Linked DNA regions of Mus musculus: region 1 is linked to region 2. A link is a contact called in public Hi-C data. All regions are on one chromosome and are shown on one strand. The core of a region is the stretch at or near the end of the contact, and the rest is flanking DNA. Distances in the headings are between cores, read along the strand shown.

Region 1 (2,700 bases), core at 8-2,507, 34 kb after region 2:
TCAACCCTACACTAGCTACCCACTAGACAATGCAGCTTCTATTTCAGTATTATTATTATTAAAAAAAAAAAGATAGTCAAAACCCTCCTTATCCCCTGCCATTCCTCCCAGGTCTTCACATTATGACCAAGAGGAAGTTACTTAGGGGATTTATCGTGACAAAGTGCCAGCAGTTATTTCACCTCAAAGCCCAGCGAAAGGAAACTGCTCTGAGTGCAGTGAATTGTACTTTGATACCAAGAGACTGGAGGGACGGTGCGGGGGAGAGAGTTCAGCAGATCTTGCCGGGGGGGGGGGGGTCCTGCACCCTCAAGCTAAGCCTCACCCAAAGTTCCTGGAGATGTGCTTAGTTTTCAATCTCGCTGCCCAAACCTGAGCAGACCAGTCAAGCCTAAAACGTGTGACACAGGTGACTGTTCCCAGGGACAGATCTGTGTCCCCCGCGCGCCTTTATGGCTCCCATACTTTGCTAAGCACACGCTAGAGCGCACAGCCCCAGGCCTCCCGGGGAACCGCCCCCGGTCCGCAACAACCACTACAGTGGGGCTGTTCAGAGGCCAAAAGCTTACCTGGTCTGAGGACCGCGGCGGAGATCAAGAGGCAGAAAACCAGACGGCAAGAAGGGGACACCTTAGATGCCATATTCCTCCTCCTAGAAGGCCACCGACAAAGTCCACGCCGCAGGAGGGGGCGTCGTCCCCGGGCCCACGGGGCCCGCTCGCTTGTGGGTCTCGCCTTAGGGGGACAGCGACTTTTTTCCAAGACACACGGTCCCCCGGGGACTGTGGCGCTGCGCCGTCGGGTCTGTGCCACACGCAACTTTCCTCCACGCGGAACCCGCAACTCCTCCCTCCCCCCCTCCACACCCTTCCTCAGTGTCTCTGGCAGCTACTCCCAGGACGGGCGACCCTCTTATTCCAGGAGACGCTTCAGTAGTCAGTCAAGGTAGACGCGGTTTCTTTTTGGATGCTGTCTTCTAGTAGTTTCTCTTCTTGCAAAGGAGAGGATAAGAAGAGTGATGAGAGTTGCACCGTGCACGGATCACCGGGAGCAGAGAAGGGTCGGCGGGGCAGCGCCGCGGGGTCCCGACGGTGGGTCTCCTCAGGTGGCAGCCGAGGCAGAGGCTGTAGCGGCGGCAGCTGGAGCAGTGGCGGCGGCCGCGGGCTCCGGCTGCTCTGAGTGGAGGACGGGAAGGCGTGTGTAAGCTGCCTGTCTCCTCCTCCCGCTCCTCCCGCTCCTCCTGCTCCTCCCGCTCCTCTCTCCCGCCCAGCTTCCTCGGCGGCAGCGCGGAGCAGGTGGTTGGAGCGCCGATCCGCAGCCTAGAGGCGCTGCAGGACCAAGTCGGAGACTGAGCAGAGCTGGCGGCCCCTGGTGGGAGAAGAGCCTGATGCCCCAGCCCCCGCGCTCTGGTGGGCGGGGCTGACATCGACTCCGCCTCCCACAGGACACGCTGGCCAATGAAGAGCGGGATCGAGAGTAGGGGGCGTGACGGGCTGGATTCGCCAGTGTCTGGCTCTTACCAGGGGATTCTCAGCGCCCCAAAGACATAGGATCTGAGATCTTTTGCTGTCCTCCCAGCCTGGCCACATAGCTGTCTTCTTGCACTCCGAAGCCCAGTCCACTGGCTCACTCCTTAGGGATTTTTCTTCTCGACGAGGGTACCGCCTTCACCTTCTGTAGAGTTGTTGGGGCGAAGAGCTCACCTTGGGTCCTCTTGGACTAGGACTGAGGAGGTGGAAAAGATGGAGATTCTCCACCCGGAGGCTCACGGAAACAGCTACTGGTGGTTGAGAGTAATTTCCCCCACTTTGAAGAGAAGGTTACTCCTTCTCGAATTCGCCGTTCTTCTGTTCCCCTAGTCCTGGCTGGCGTACACTTTATCAAAGCAAATCATTTAATCAACTATCCAGTACCGAAAAGCAGAAGAGATTTTTGTGCTCCCCCTTCGCCCCCATCTCCTTCCCGGTGAGAATTAGGACTCTAGACCATAACACACGTCGCCACACTGATTTTCAAAACGTTCTTTAAAGAAAAAAAAAGTCACGTTTACTTTTAATTAGGTGACGATTTGAAGTTACAAAACAAAATCCAGAGTTACTCAGATTAAAAACCTACGCCTCCTGGTCCTTTCCAGAAAGCCAGGCATCCAGCAGATGGACGGGGCTTCTCAGGCAATTTCAAAAGCTTGAACCACCTCCTAGGCGTAGCATCGGGAAGCCGTGTCGCTTTCAGTTCATGCAGAAAGCATAAAGGAATATTTTCCTCTAAAACACCAGGGTGGAGCTGTTGGGACCGTAAGTGGCTCTAACTCAAGATTGCAGGATCACAACTCTTAATGCCCTCAGCATAATAAAATCCTGGTCCCTGAACCACCTCGCAAGGGCATGAAATAGTCTTTGGTGCATCACAGGGTCACCCCCTGTGTGAAGCCAGTCTCCAGCAGGGAATGCTAACTAGCCTCACGGGACTTTGTCTTCAAAAGATTGGGAACCACCAGCTACTTGCAAGTGGATATGGGGGGTGTCTAAGTGTGCAGGCAGAAGCTTCGTACAGACACACACACACACACACACACACACACACACACACGAATGCGCAAGCGCACAGACAAACACAGACACGGATCTTTGAATCCCTTTCCTTTCGTGCTTGAAATTATTAAACTCTGTCTTCAGCTGTGATTTTCCCCCCAGCGCCTCC
Region 2 (2,700 bases), core at 23-2,522:
AATCAAATTACTCAAGTACCTCCATGAAAATACACAGCATCAACTTGAATGAGACTCAGAAGTCATGGCTGGGAAGTTTACACATGTTGTGGGTGGTTTGTTGTTGTTGTGGCTGTTGTTGTTTTTTAACTCAGTGGCTCTGATATCGCTGTGGTTTCCAGGAGTTCAATAAGGAACACCAACTTTAAACTGTAAGGTCACATTGTGCCCCCTTTCAGAGAAAAATGAGGAAGTATTTGTTTCGTATATAAAATACATTATAATAATCTCTCTAATAATTACAAAACTCAGAGACCCACTGCATGCTCTGGAATTTGATCTGAATAAAAGGTAGGAAGTATCAATTTTCCAAGGAAACCAAGGTAGAGAAATCAATAAAGGAGATATTTATTAGTAAGAAGAATATTCCGAATAGATAGATAAATGGTAAATGAGAAAGGAAAAACAAAAACAGTCTATCCTTTGCTGTTCAAAACACAGAACCAGGGAAAGTGCCATTTGTGGCAAGCAGCTCTTGCTTCCTAGTATGAACACCTCGGTAACTAAGAAAGCAGACATTACTTTAGTTGGAATAGGGAATATTATTGGGTTTTGTCATGAGTTTATTTGTTAAAATCACAACTTTCAGCGCCTCATTTGTATTCTGATGTTAGCCTCCTAATGTCAGCTCCCTGTCACATTGTGAAGAGGATGAGCTGCGAGGCACTGAATTCACTTAGGAAAGCAAACCAAATAGAACCACAGACTTGCGAAACACAATTCAGTTCCTCACCACCATGGCATGCTGCCTCAGGACACTTGGCTTCATGGAATGAGTGTGATCTGTCTTTAACTAGTTTTTGTTGTTGATGATGTTGTTTTTGTTTTGTTTTCATCTATAGAATCGAGTGCAGGCTGACCGAAAGAAGCACATTTGCCTGACTGCAGATTCAAGAAGTGCATTGTACCATAGGCAACCTCTCAGCTGTTTCTAAACAGAGAATTAACTTCAAAGGCTTTCTGGACATGTAAATTCTTCCACTGCTGGTAGCTAATACACAAAACACCCCATGCACGAAAATGAAATCTCATGTAAAAATAGATACCCGGTAATGGTTGTATTTTAGTATTAAAAGCAAGAGTCACACCTTTAACCTCATTATTCTAGTGCTTCCCTTTTAGAAGACAAGTTAGAGACACTTTAAAAACAGGATTTACATCGGCAGTCACGTGTGATGAATTCACTGAACTGTGTGTGGAAGAATGTACACAGCCACACAGTAATAGGATGTCAGGATGAGTCAGCACAAACACAGTACACAGCTCTGGCCTCACAAGCAGGAAAATGGCAGTCTCTTGGTACCAGTAGGTCAACTATTTCCCTAAACCATTTCAAATATCAGCAGCAGCAACAAATCCGTGAAGAAAAGCATGATAACAATCTCGCCAATATTAAAATGACTCATCAATAGTCTTTCATAGAATACTGATTAAAAGGGGGGAGAAATGACAATCTGTATGTCCAAGGAGAATATGCAGTGAGGTAGCATGAAGTTTTCACCCAGGCAGAATGGAGGTTTCTCAACAGAATAACTGCATATAGATGGGAAATAGAGGAAGTGACATTTATAGAGAACACATTCTGAAAAAGTTCACTGCTTTGCATGTTTACCCATTTAACTCTCACAACAAAGTGGAACGGACTATAATTATCTCACTATTTCCTGACCTAGGAAAAACAAAGAGACTGGTCAGCTCAAGGTAGCAGAGTGATGAAGAGGTCAGGCTGGAAAAAGAAATGGCGTCTGAAGGGAGAATTCAGTATTTCTCATTAAAGTCCACTCTGTTCATTCAACAATTACACTGTTTTGAGTATAATTATTTTATACTCATTTTTAGCCATACTTTATATTTGGTCCAAACTGGCAAAAAAAATAAAGTTGTCTCTGTCTTCAGAGATCTTAAGAGTTAGTTTTCAAAGAATCCTCCATTGAGGTAGAAAATACAACACGGTGTGTGTAGGGTGGTGGTTAGACTATAGAGTGCCACAGGGTTTAAGGGTGGGATCATAGGATTGGATGAGGAGCATAGGAGTGTCAGAAAAACATTCAGAGAAGGTTTTTGGACCTCGTGAAGAGCAGCTAGGAGCTCAAAGATGTCTTCCAGGCTGAAGTGAGGTGGGCAGAGGCATTCAGAGAGTAGGCTGGGTGACAGTGGGGGAAAAGCTGAGCCTTGAGGACAGAGATGGCACAGAACAGATGAACAAGAAGAAATTCAGCAGAAAGAAGTGCCAGGAGTTCTAATATGGTTGGTGTTAATAATTCTATACTTTAGAGTAGAGGTAAGAGGCAGCTGAATCATTTTAAGCAAGAAGTAATATCATTAGACTTGAATTTTCTAAAATTCCAGAAATATTTATCAACTACAAATGATGGAAGAGAAATATGGAGAGAAGAGCAGAAAAGTAAACTCAAGAAATGATGGTGGGTGGTCAGGGAGTGATAGCAACACAAATTAAAAAAAAAAAGCAAATATATTGAGATGCAAGTGTTAGCAAGAAAAAAATAAATAAACAGAATTTCTTGAATGAGTGTAGATAGGACATAATGGACGGAAGCAAGAGGAAAATAATTTAAGAGGATGGTCTAAGGCCAGGTACACTACTGGTCTATACTTTTCTCAGCTCTTGGAAGGTTAGGTCAGAAGAATGAGAGTTCACAG

The links. Hi-C and Micro-C count contacts between places; a contact is called where the count stands out from the background.
Region 1: a contact with region 2 is called in a Hi-C map of centroblasts, with 1.8 times the contacts expected there. The contact joins the promoter of Alcam here to the enhancer-like site in region 2. A contact is called at or near these places in 1 of 39 promoter capture datasets (pre-B cells), 1 of 15 datasets of contacts at CTCF or cohesin (CD8 T cells), 14 of 484 Hi-C or Micro-C datasets (B cells, CD8 T cells, bone marrow-derived dendritic cells and 8 more), 7 of 115 datasets of contacts at active chromatin or transcription factors (CD8 T cells, bone marrow-derived dendritic cells, bone marrow-derived macrophages and 4 more) and 3 of 9 other capture datasets (adipose tissue, liver and pancreatic islet).

Annotation. Positions count from the first base shown.
Region 1 is chr16:52,451,824-52,454,523 of GRCm38.p6, forward strand. Alcam (activated leukocyte cell adhesion molecule) reads right to left here and starts at 1,258. Exons shown (of 16, transcript NM_009655.3): 1 at 570-1,258. The coding sequence starts at 642.
Region 2 is chr16:52,417,424-52,420,123 of GRCm38.p6, forward strand. The region is part of intron 1 of Alcam (activated leukocyte cell adhesion molecule); the gene reads right to left. Among named protein-coding and RNA genes, the nearest start is that of Alcam, 34 kb to the right of the region's middle. Within about 2 kb of position 1,273, at least 90 of the 459 cell types and tissues checked have an H3K27ac peak or open chromatin away from gene starts, as enhancers often do. A contact at or near this core is called in B cells, CD8 T cells, adipose tissue and 9 more, where this site is marked.